Linked DNA regions of Macaca mulatta: regions 1 and 2 are each linked to region 3. A link is a contact called in public Hi-C data. All regions are on one chromosome and are shown on one strand. The core of a region is the stretch at or near the end of the contact, and the rest is flanking DNA. Distances in the headings are between cores, read along the strand shown.

What was found. Hi-C and Micro-C count contacts between places; a contact is called where the count stands out from the background.
Region 1: a contact with region 3 is called in a Hi-C map of fetal cortical plate, with 2.7 times the contacts expected there. The contact joins the enhancer-like site here to the promoter of NRP2 in region 3. A contact is called at or near these places in 2 of 14 Hi-C or Micro-C datasets (fetal cortex germinal zone and fetal cortical plate).
Region 2: a contact with region 3 is called in a Hi-C map of fetal cortical plate, with 5 times the contacts expected there. The contact joins the enhancer-like site here to the promoter of NRP2 in region 3. A contact is called at or near these places in 4 of 14 Hi-C or Micro-C datasets (cortical neurons, fetal cortex germinal zone, fetal cortical plate and 1 more).

The regions. Positions count from the first base shown.
Region 1 is chr12:110,421,991-110,426,256 of T2T-MMU8v2.0, reverse strand. PARD3B (par-3 family cell polarity regulator beta) reads right to left here. Exons shown (of 25, transcript XR_013402125.1): 13 at 801-933. Among named protein-coding and RNA genes, the nearest start is that of NRP2, 520 kb to the left of the region's middle. Within about 2 kb of position 1,271, at least 4 of the 40 cell types and tissues checked have an H3K27ac peak or open chromatin away from gene starts, as enhancers often do. A contact at or near this core is called in fetal cortical plate, where this site is marked.
Region 2 is chr12:110,113,566-110,117,759 of T2T-MMU8v2.0, reverse strand. The region is part of intron 2 of PARD3B (par-3 family cell polarity regulator beta); the gene reads right to left. Among named protein-coding and RNA genes, the nearest start is that of PARD3B, 330 kb to the right of the region's middle. Within about 2 kb of position 1,614, at least 5 of the 40 cell types and tissues checked have an H3K27ac peak or open chromatin away from gene starts, as enhancers often do. A contact at or near this core is called in cortical neurons, fetal cortex germinal zone and fetal cortical plate, where this site is marked.
Region 3 is chr12:110,937,450-110,941,661 of T2T-MMU8v2.0, reverse strand. It overlaps NRP2 (neuropilin 2), which reads right to left and starts at 1,942. Exons shown (of 17, transcript XM_015110774.3): 1 at 1,092-1,942. The coding sequence starts at 1,164.

The DNA.
Region 1 (4,266 bases), core at 22-2,521, 510 kb after region 3:
GTCCTGAAAGAGATGCATAAAATGTTATTGATTAGGATCTTTGATAGATAGAAGTACGAGTAAAATTAAACTTTCTTTTTATTTGTTTTCTCTAAATTTTCTGCAATGAATATGTATTGCTTTTGTAATAAAAAATTCATGTTGTTAAAGAAAAGAGATACAGGGAGATGAAACAATTTTCTTGGTGACCTGAAGTGTATTTTTTAAAAAACCAAGAGGAAAACCCAGATTTTTTACATCTGGAGTTGGCTAGTAATGTGATCCACATCAGGTAATAAGAGAAGACAGTGTAGCAAGACAATAACAAGAACATTCCAACCATCACAAGATGGTTTCAGGTTAGGATATTTACCCATTTACCACGCTCATATTAGAATCGAGTATATTCTGTGAATCACGCTATGACCATTTTATGGATTATAAATCCATACATTTTAAAATGTTGGTAGTTATTTACACTTGGTAACTTCCAATATTAGAAGAGCTTAAAAAATAACAGTTTGCCATCTTTGATTCTCCAGTGATCATTTGTTTTATATATAACCCTCCATGTTTGGGGCAGCAAGCACAGAAAGTGTCACTTAAACTAGAGACATTGCCAGGAATCTGATTCACAAGTTCTGAGTCAGCTCTCGCCCCAATCTCTCAGTGTTTGTGACTCTGATTAACAAAGTCTGCACTTAGTCTAATTAATTCCCCTTTACTTTTTTTTTTTTTTTTTTTTTTTTTTTTTTAGATAAAAAGGCATTTTTGTGTTTTCTCACTCCATTTGCAGTGGATAAAAATGGATAGACTCTTACCTTTCTGTTTGTCTTGTGGACTGTAAGTGCCAAGTGGATGCAGGGTACTGTTATCATTTCGCCTAGAGGTGGTTACAGCATTTTGACAGTTCTCAAAGCATGGCTTGGAAAATGCCCCGCACTCTGCAGGATCCTAAGAGATAAAAGTAAAAATTATATTTGCATTTTTAATATGTTCAAACTTGGTCAGTTGAAGCAAAGTGAAAGAATGATCGCTGTATGAATAGTCTTTCAAGAGTCTATTACACTTAAGTCCTCAACTCTGGAAACTCAAAATGGCCCTATCAGTGAAAACATCTTTGAGTATAAAATAAAAAGTACTGACAATGTGGTGCTAAGGATTAGGAGTGCTGATAGCCAAAACAAAAGAGGATTAACTTTATTATTCTCTTTTACCACTTACAACTGGCTTCTTTCAAATTTTCTTCCATCTGGGAGTACAGCTTGTGGCAGTGTCAACACAAGAATACAGTTCATGCCAAGGGTGTTTCTCTGCCAACCAGCTGGTTCCTCTCTCTCTCTGCGCCTAAGTGCATATGCTCTAGGACAAGTCAGAACTCAAGCAGGTTCACCTCTGAAATGCCACCAGTGTGTCTCCATGCAGATACTAGGTCTTTGGCCTGGAGCTAAATCAAACTGCTGTGACAATGCCAGACAGCAGTTCTCCTGAGGGTTTTCCCCCCTATATTTCCCCTTCCTATTTTGATTTTTACAGTCTGTAAACACATTCACAGTTTTCTGAAAACTGCTGTGTCTAGAATAACACCCCATGATCCATCTTCCACAGGTGCAGAAGAGGGAATTATTGGAGGAAGTTGATTATAGAGAACTCTTTACTATTTTTTTCAAAAAGGTTGCAGCAAAGAGAATTGGGGTTTGCTCTTCTTCATATTATTTGTCTCAACAACAGATTTTAAGGAGGTAAATGATTTGGAAGCCATCTCATGACTGTTCCCTTGACCACTGGTGAGAAGAATGTACCACAAACAGCAGCACCCATCGATTCCCAAAGCTCTTCTGAGAATAGCATTTGCCTAAAACAATGCACTGGATTTATATTTTCCTCTTTGGTTATAAAAATTCAGTGTCTAGCTAGTCAAACAAATACCTAAAACATTCCATTTTTGCATTCTTAAAAATTAAAATGTTTTCAGCCGCTGAAGGTCCTTTAGCTTTTTGTCAAGGCTTGTAACACTTTTCCCACACCCAGTGTATTACCCTTTCTTCTGAACTGCTAGTCAAACTGAGCCTGGTATAGGAGGCAAGCTAGTCCTAAATTAAAGCTGTAGCTGTAGCAGGAAAGAGAGCTAGGGCTTGCTTTGCACAGCCTTGTGCTTTGATTTAACAGTAACAACAAGAACAAAAAATTTTTTTCTGCTTCCCCAGCTCTTTGATAAATGACACAATCAATATCCCAACAACTGATCAGTAACCAGCCTAATTAAAGTATTCAGCCTGTAAAATAGAGCCGTCGCAGGGCCCTCCATTAGTGTCCCAGCCAATAAAAAATATAATGGATTTTTAAACATATTCTGCTTTTGCCACGATGAGCTGGCAGCAGGGAAGGAAATGTTTTGGGGAAAGGAAAAACAAAATCAGGTCATAACCCATTTTTTAATACCAAGTCTCTAGGCTCAAATAGAATTACAATTGAACCTCAAGCTCATCCTTTGAAAAATATGTTTCTGTTTAAAATGATTCTGATTCAATCAGGGGCTCATTATGTATTCTTCACAAGGTCCTCATCAAAACTGTTTACATATCTTGTACATCTGGGTAATGTGGGAAAAACCCCAACAACTATATATTTTGACTTTTCTTAAGTAGCTTCTTCAGATTTTGAAATATCAATATAATGTTCAAGCAACCATTTTGGTATTCCTGGCAAATCTAACTAATTGATTTGCCTGAATGTATCAACAGTGCTGAAACCTTTTTTTAGGTTATGGATGCTTTTTATTGTACTGGAGGGCAAGTGCTGTTCCACCAGAGAATACAGCAAAAACACGAGCACACAAAATATGCTCTGACACAGTGAAACACAGATTTGAAGATCAAATAGTTGCAATTTTTTTTCAATTTAATAAAGATAAACTGTACATTAGTCTTCTGTCTTTATAAGAAATAATGGTCTTTAATCTTCATGGGTACTGCAGAAACACTCAGTAGCTGAGAGTCAAATGCCTGCTCATTCCCCATAGAAAGCATGTAAATATTAGGGGAACTAAAAATGGATCTTGTTTAAATGTCCTCATAGAAATTGCTTTTTGACCCAGTTCTTATTCTTGATCAATTCCCTGGTGATCTATACTAACATGACACTTTCGATGGCAGGCAACAAATGAGAGTTTCATACTTTCTTCTGATGGAATAATGCCAATCCACCCCAGAGTGTGAGAATTAAAATGAAAATACCTGCAGTAAAGGGGAATGCAAATAGTACAGTGTGCCAACTCAATGGGTCAAAATATATAATGCCTATCTGCTGCCACCTACTAACTCTTTTAGAACCACAGTTATTTCTTTTTTAACTTTTGCTATCTGCACAGGTATGTTATGCTATAGCAGTTTCTTCCAGACTCTTCTATTAGTTGAAGTATCTTTGTTTAAAAAGTCTTAATTGAGATCTGATATGCAGATGCACAGAAGGGATGACTCAGTCATTCGCAGTTCATCCTTTCAACTCTCTCCAATAAATGGGTTCCGTGGAGTCCTGGGGCTCTAGAGTAAGAACCATCCTAAACCAGATGGGGCCAATTCTCTCAGGGCAGGAAGTAGCAGATAAGGGTGTTATAACTAGGTACATAAATAAAGCCCATTAAATATTTATGGAACACTGTCACTTAAGCAGACACAAATGTTGAAAATAAGTTTATTATATTTAGTCTCCAGTAATTGGCCGATTTAAATGTATTTAACATCTATAAGCTTATATAAAGGAGAGTATAAAAGGTACAGCTACTCCTTTCCAGTAGCTGATAATAGAACAAAGTAAGATAGAGCTTGTAACTTTAGCACTCAAGTTTACTCTCTGAGATGAAGTAGGTCTCAGATGTGACATTTTCATTCACTCAATATTTATTAAGCATCTACTACATGTGGGAAGCAAGGACACATTAAGGGATAAAACAGACAACAATATCTGTCATCTATGAATACCGAGCACTCAATTATGTATGTACTTACACAGCCAGGAAATGGCAAATCTAGGATTGTAACCCAAGCAATTCGAAACTCCAGAGCTGAAGCTTTTAACTACAATGAGCCCACTACCATTAACTCCTGATTAACTTGATAAAGCTTTCGTTTTTCAATTTTTAAGCTGAACTCTTTATTAACACTAGTATTTTATATTAGTTTTTTTAATAGTTTTTTTAAAATTTTGTATATTATTGTATTACACAAACACAATTTGGCCTTAGAGAATATCCTGATATGAGAAAATGTGTGATTTGCTGATGTTTTT
Region 2 (4,194 bases), core at 365-2,864, 820 kb after region 3:
CAGACCTGGGGCTTGGACTCTCTGAGCTATAGTCGCCCCGCCTGCTAAGACAGGAAAAACAGCTTTCGATATATATTACTGTTGTGAGGACTGAATGGCATTCAAGTCCTCTTTAGGGTAAAAGTCTGAGAATGAAGCCTAGTCAAAATGTGTGTAAAGCAAGAAAAAGTAGATCTTGAACAATATTCTGCCTGTAAAGCATATACGCTTTAGTGTCTGTCCTCCTTATGCAGAGTTTCACTGCTCAGATCTTTCACATGTAACACCTCTGTTTATCTGCTAATTATCTACTAGTTATTTAATAATCATTGCATTATAATTATCTTTATGTTTTTACTTACCTAATAGTTAGATTAGTAAAATGCTCTTTCTTCAAGGGAAGTGCTTATTAAAGCCAAATCAAGAACCACCTCCCTACCCCTTACTTCTTTAGAAATTGTTTAAAATACTGTTTACTCCTCTCTAGATTTGAGAAGCAAATAAGAACAGAATACAGAGGGACATTAAAGTTTAAGAAGATACAATTCCCAGTAAAAGACTCAAGAGTAAAGCCTACAAGTAACTTAAAAAGCAAGACAGTGTAGAGTTCAAATAAGTATTTGGTTTATGCAGTATCTGCCCAATTAGGTAAATGAAAATTATTCATACAATTGCCCAGATATGTGAACAGCACAGAGCTAAAGTTAATCCAATTAGAGAAACACACAGAAGAATTTATTACAATTAGATTCTCAAAGTAAGTAGATGACCTTTGACAACTTCTGTCCTAACAGATACTAAGCAGTATGACAGCAATCTGGGCACATCTCTTAGGACGTCAACACACTGAATAACAAGTCAAGAAAACTGCATAGCTAGCTCAATAAAAAGCTAAGCAAACAACTAAACAAACACAAAAAATGAATACTTTCCCCCCAAAGTGCTCTGTAGACATGGATAAGATACAGTGACGAGATCATCTAAATGTCCCTATATACAGGGAAACTGAAGACGCCGTTTTATCCAAAACATTTTAAGCGAAACTTTTAATCCTTCCTCGTGAAATATTTTCTACATTTTTATATAATTATATGCATACATATATATTACATGTATATTATACACATAACTATCTATAGATGCATCTATCTATAAAATGTGTGTATATAAAATTTGGCAGATAAGTCCTAAAACAATTGCCATATGCTTTTCCCGTCATTTTCTGTATTTTGTGGATTTCTGAGATAATTATAATCTTTTGGAAAACAAAACAAAAATAATTATATTTTTAATGAAAACACATTTAATCTAGTTTTGAGCCAATAGTGTTAAGAATGGGTACATATGTAGCTGGGTGTTTTTCTTTGTTTTGGTTTTGGGAGTTTGGGGTTTTGTTTTTTGAGCTGCTCAGTAACAAATGATAATTAAAGAACTGTGTGATTGTCCATTTTACTGACTGTGTTTTAGACATTCAGGCTTTCTCTTCCATGCTCTCTTTCAGAATAAAGGGACAAGAAGGCTTTAAAATGGGGTTTTAATCAACTTAATGCCACAAGTAGATGAAGAAGAGCCACTGGCCTTGTATACATTTACAAAAGATCTCATAGCTCCATCTAGCTCCAGACGGGGGAACTTAGAAAATAATGCAGAATTACACCCAACAGGACTACCAACACATAAAAGGGAAATCAGGAAGAGTCAAAATGAAACTATTATGCAAGCAGTGAGTTTGTAAGTGCAGGAAATTTGTCAATTAACACTGATTAAAAAGAATATTCATTAGCTAATTGACAGTTGATTTTCTAAAGAAAAAAAATCATTCATATCATTATTATTTACTTTTCTAGCACTTCATGTTTAAAAAATAGAAAAGATAACGTGAGAAGGGATTAAAATTGAACTTTTTTCCCCACATTGAAAATGTTATTCTGTCTCATACATTGTTCTAAGTGTTCTGAATTCTGCCTTCAGCTCAGGAAAACAAAGAGGAAGCTACTTCTAAAGTTAAAATTGAAGGATAAATCAGGATATGATGCAGAAATATGACATGATTAGTATTTTTTATTCAAACAATAGAGTCTGTCGAGTTGTTTATAGTCTACAATAAATCAAGGGAAATTCACACAAAGTCCCCAAAAGGGGGTTATTTAAAAACAGAATTACAATTCATGAACAGTCTACAAATATCTCTGTAATGTAAAAACACAAAAATAAGCAGTAAAATACTAAACAATTAATGAGAATACAGCTAGGAAAATAACTTTGGGCCTAAAATTAAGGAGAGCCAGGAAGAACATCTAAAGTCATTATTGCAAATTGCATTTCCTTAAACTTTAATGTCCCAATATTCAGATACATGTATGATCATACGTTAAAACATAAGGAGTTGGGGTTTGGATTTGATGATACAAAATTAAAAAGCATAAATATTTTATTATGTTTTAAAAATGTTTTCAAACAATTTAAAATGTCTTAATAATAGACAGGCAATCTCACATTTCTGTAAATATAATTTGTTGCCGAGGATCTCAAAACAAACATAAAAATCCCTGAAACCAAAAACAAATGGGTATTTAAGCGAATTTAACTAGTTTTCAAATAAAATATTCAAAAGATACAAAGGAAACATTATGTGTACCTCTTTATTCACTTTAAAAAACCAACTCATATTTGTGTATTATTTTTATTCAACTGAAATGCAACAAAATTTCCAAGTTAATTTCATAGAGCATAAAAGAGCATATTTAATTATTTGCTCTTCTTACAAACTCTTCAACATGTGTCCTCATCTTCCTATTTTACTTAGCAAAGTGATCAGATGACCGTAATCAACCAGGACAGCTCTGGCTTGAAACGCTTACCCTGAGCATTTCATTCTCCTCATCTTTGAGATGGAGACATGACCACCTATTTCCTGGCTTGTCAAGAGTATTAAATCCCTAGCAGAAGGATAGAGCTTCACTATCAGTCTCTTCTCTTGCTCACAATGCCAAAACCTAGCATGCAAACAGAGCACAGGCATTTGATAGGGACTCTTAGCAACTTTTAAATTAATTAACATCATTTTTTTTTAACTTCAGCTAGGGATATTCTGAATTATAGTTACAGTAAGAGGTATTCTGGTAGTTATCCAATTAATTGTCATGCTCAGCACTTTATTTGGCTTGAAGCCTGACAGCATACTTAAGTTTACTGGCTTCTCAACCTAAGGGGACTTTCTCTGCCACCCCAGCCAAAACGCTTATACTGGGGGCCTTGGAAAAGAGCAAGAGAGAGACAGAGAAATGGAGGGCAAATGGAGTGTTATCCAGAGAAAACAAATGCCTGTTTCACTAGTATGCCTAGGTAAGTCTCAGAGGATAGAAAGGAGGAATGAGTGGCCTCTGCATCCTGTTCTCACATTAGGTATAACCCTATCAGAAAACACTATGCTGACCAGTGGCTAAGGTAACAGAAAACTGGTAATTGACTGGATATCACTCACCTGCAGCCACTGTGGAAACAAGGATATTCTGATATTTAATTATAAACAAAACATTAAAAACACCAGACACATATCTTTGAAACAATTCCAAAACACTTGAGGGGAGCAAGGCAGGAATATCCAAAAGTTAAGGGTAGCAATGAGACTGAATATCCATATTTTTTTCCTCTATTTTCAGTATTCTTTGATCCTAGATAAGAAAAATATTCATCACCTCCATGTCTCAGCCCAATGTAAAAAGACTGCATAAAAAGAATCACAGCCAACAAAAATAAACTATCTACATTAAAAGGAAAACCTCATACTGCATCAAAGAAGTCACTGAAATACTTTGTTTCCCTAGGTTCCTAGGTATTCCTAAATATAATCTCTGTAAAGACAGACAAATACAATCTTTAAGGCTCTAATTTTATGTTTGGCAAAACCCAGAAATTATCAGTGGTCTAATAAGCTAAATATTTCTCTCTTACATGAAAGATCATCAGAGGTATCTTTTTCTTAGAAAGATTAGAAGCACAATTCTACCTGTAACTCTGTGCTTGTCAAAGTTTACTAATCACTCATATCAAAAATCTCCAGGGGTGCTAGGCAAGGAGGAGCAAAGGAACAGTCCTGGGCCCCACTCCAGAATTTCTAAATGTGAATCTTTTAACATGTTCTTCAAGTGGATTCCACACGTAAGTTTTAAAAACTATGAAATGAACCAAGAAGACCAAAAAGACCCATCTATA
Region 3 (4,212 bases), core at 693-3,192:
GCCATCACCTTGCAAGTGCCTTGGGTGAGGGCACTTCGGGAAGGCTTTTTCGCCTTTCTTTCACCCGTTTCCTCCATAGATGGTTTCTCCATCTCCAGTCACCTGTAGCAGCTGCTAAGAGTTTTGTTGTCAGATTCCAGACACTGTTCTCAGTGAGGTAGAGAGGCTCACTCTAGAGAGTGGTCCCAGGAAGGAAGCACAAACCCCACTGCATTCCCCATGGATTCCCCTTTCCAGAGCCTTGCCGCTCCCCACAAATGCGGTCCCCAGACTGTTCTGGGCCTCGAAGTGCTCATCTCCACAGCAGCCTGTCCACACACCCTTTTTGGCAGTGGTTGAGAACAAATTCCACTCAAAAGTTTCTAACCACGAGTGAGAGACCTTTGAGGGCCTGCAATTTGTTTTAGCTAATAAGAATTTCTAAAAGAACATATGATTTACTTTCCCAGACGACACATGGATGAAGAGAGAAGAGACCAACTGTCTTGGTTGCCAGCAGTGCCCAACCCCAAGCCCCTATCTCAGCCACAAGCCAACTTGCTCCACCAGCCTGAGCCCTATGATTCTGAGGCATAACCAGCCATTCTCCAAAGAATCGACAGCATTTGAAAACCAAAACGAAACTCTTGTCTTTCCCAAGCCCTTCAGTGAACATTGCTCCATGTAGCTAAGTGGAGGGAATGCAAATGATTTATATTGCACTGGCTGGTTGGAGAAACTCAAGGGAGATGTGTTCTGCTTCAAGACAGGGAAAAAAAATTCCCAAAAACTGTAATGCAAAGGCTTTGTAGTATTTTTAAACCTTTGATTCAGTCCATATGTGACATCTGAACACCGCCAAATTCTGTTTCAAAACACACACACACACACACACACACACACACACACACACACACACTCCTAGCAGGAGAGAAAAGTTGGGTTTTAGCAACAGTGGTGGTGTAGGAAGGGCCGGCCGGGATCTCTCTTTAAATTATTGAGTACTGAGGGAGCCTCCTTCTGTGCCTTTCTGCGTGGCCTTCCTGCTTTAGCGGTCGCTTTTAAAGGGGAAACCATGTTGCAATAAATAGAAAAAACTTTCAGTGGCTTACCTGGTTGGCCTCTCACTTGGTGTCTTGAAAAGTAGAGGGCTAAGAAAACCCAGGTGAGAGGAAACATATCCATTTTGGAGAAGGTGGCTCTCTCCAGAGCTGGGTTCGTAGGTTTCTTGTTTAAATCTTTGTGTTTTTCTCTCTTATTTTCTTCCGTACAACGTCTTATGCAGAGGTTTCTAATGGTCAGTGTTTCCCTCCTGAGTCCTGGTGGCTTGTCTTCACCTTTATTCTTGCTGGAATTTCCACCTCACCAGGAGGAGAGTAGCTCCTGAAATCAGCAAAGAGGGAACAAGCCGGGAAGAGGACACGGCTTTCCTCTCAAAAACAAAACGCATGTATGTTCTCTCCAGTTCCTCAAAGTGTCATTTCCTTTATCCTACAATATCACGAGTATTTCCCGAAAGCCAAGCGTAACAATAATGATAATAATAATAATTAAAGCCAAGACTTGCCTTGGGCATCACACGGCCCCCAGGCAGCTGTGTGATCTCAGAGGCGTAAATTGACACACATCCCGCGGCACCCTTGACGGACACGCGGGCAGAGGCAGCAGCCGCTGGACAGCCGGAGTGGAAGGCGGCCGCCCTGCTCTTGTCCTCGCCGGGTTCCCCCGGCGGGAGCCTCCACCGGCGGCTACACCCGCTTGGCCAGCCTCTCGAGGGGAGTCTGAGAAAGGAAGCTGCTGCTGCTGTTGCTGCTGGTGGTGCGGCGGCTGGGATCGCCTGGGAGTGAGCGAGCCCCTCTCCGAGTTCGCTGGCGCCCGCCCTCACCTCCACCTCGCCCAGTGTCTGCGCGGCTGAGGATGTGCTGGGGGCCGGCTGCAGGCTGGTGCCTCGCTCGTGATCTCTGCCTCCCCTCCGGCTCCCCACTGCCTTTTCAGGCCGAGCAGCATGTGGATGTCAGAGCCGCGGCAGAGCTATCCGATTACGCGCCGGCTCAGGGCCCGCCCCTTCTGTGTTCCTGATTAAAGAGGCAGCCGCGGAGACGCGCGGCGCAGAGCCGAGTGCCGCGGCACCCACCTCGGGCGGGGCGGCGGCAGCTTCTCCCGGGCCGCCGCAGGATCGAAGTTAAGGCGGCGCCTACCCCACAGCCCCTCGCCCGCCCCGCATCTCCCGATCGCCCCCGCGCACCTCCGCGCCGGGCCTCCAGTGCGTAACGCCCTGGGGAAGAAGCGCCCCCCGGCACCTCCAGGGCGCGCTGCCCTTGGCCGTGTCGCCCCCACCCGAGGGAGACCCCGGGGGAAGGGGGGGAAGCCTTGTTCCCCCTAAATTCCACGACTCCGATGCCACACACGCAGAATCCAACACAATGCCACGCGCAATGGCGTTACAAGAGGAGTTGGGTGGCGTACGGTGTTTGGGGTAGCAAGCCGGTCGGCAGCTCAGCCATGCGTTCGAACAGGCAGCGGTGCGTGGCGGCGACACACACCGTCAGCCCGGGCTGAATAAAACCCCAAACACTCGCTGCGTTTACTACTCAGATCCTTTGTTATGTCCCAAACATGCTCTGCTCCTCTCTGGGTTAGGATTTCGTTATCCCTGCGCTTTTAACTTGTAACTATCCTAAAAAGAGGAAAGACTTTCTTCAGCAAAGGATTTCTTCAGGTAATTAAATTGGATTCCCTCAAGTCCCCCCGAAAAAGTATGGGTGCTTGAAGGCTTCTCATCCAAATGCTACTGTAACTACGTCTATTCACATTTTCCCCCATAGAAACGTGGTCACAAAGCCCAGAGAAAGAAAACAGCATTATGCCAACTATTTTTAAATGGAGGCGTGAAAACTGTTTAGAGGGAACTGCAAACTAACAGTTGGGGAAACACTTGTATCTTTGTTTCTGAGGATGGCTTTGTGGATTCCAAACTGTCTTGCTTCACCAGACACCTATTACTACATTATCATAAAGACTCCCACAGAAACAGCCTAAATTACACCCTGCACATGTACACCTTTTCTGCCACAAAAGAGGTATATGAAAAATAAGAACATTCAGAAAACTGTTTACAGATTAAGATTTTTTTTAATTAAGAAAGTAAAATTTTCCGTAGATTAAGAAAAATACAGTTTCAGTGACAAGGAACACACACCTGACTGTCCCATTTTCTTCTTGGCTTGCACTTGTGGATTCTTCTGCGTGGTTTCCCTCCTTATCTGGACTTGCCCATTAGCTTTGTTTATCACTTTTCGTGTTTGAAAAATCTGTAACTCCCACTTAACTGTTATTTACACTGAGATAACCAAAACAAAATTCAATCAGAAGTGATTTGCAAATAGTTGAGCCAAGCTGTGTTGGGGGTGGGGCGGGATTTTAGAGTGGAAATCCACAGGCTGAGTGTCACGCAGTTAATCTCAGATGCCTGGTTGGGAAAGGCACAGAGCAGAGGCCTCTGAGCTCTTTCAGGGAGCATGTCTCCTGGCTAGCCTAAAATGCTGCCTTTCATTCCCTCTTTGCCTCCCTCCTTCCCCTTCCTCCCTCCTTTCCTTCCTTCTTCCTTCCTTCCTTTCTAGGCTTGAGAGAACATCCACATCATTAAAAACTCCAGACTTAAATTTCTCCTCTTTAAAGCTCAATTGTAAAGAATGACTCCAAGCCTCAAATATTTAACAAAGTAAAGAGGCAGTTCGGATTATTAACCTTAAGCAGAGATCCTAGTTTATGTCATTGCCAAGATGCTAATCTAAGGACAAATAACACTATCTGTAGTGACAGTCCCTGAATAGAGAGGGTCATTTAGTATCACCTCTCCCCGCCACTCACCAGGCATGCCAAACCATTTTAGCCAGTGCCCAACGTGGGAGACTCCTATTTCTGAGAATAATGTAGCCTGGGTTTAGGTGAAGGGCACTGTGAAAGGGGCAAAGAAGAGAGAAAAAGTAAACCTAAAGTCCACTGGAGAACCATAAGAATGACAACCCTGGACTTCTGATCTTGGGGTCTCAGGGATGAAGGTCCCCATCAGGCTGCTTCCAGAGTGGAGAAAAGTGAGAATCAGTTTTATTCCTGGACCTGGTTGCCCACACTATGACTTTTCATTTATCAGAGGTGTCATACAGGGGATGCTCACTTACTTCCTGGGAGTCCTCTGTGCCAGGGCTGCAAGACTTCTCACTGCCCTTGACT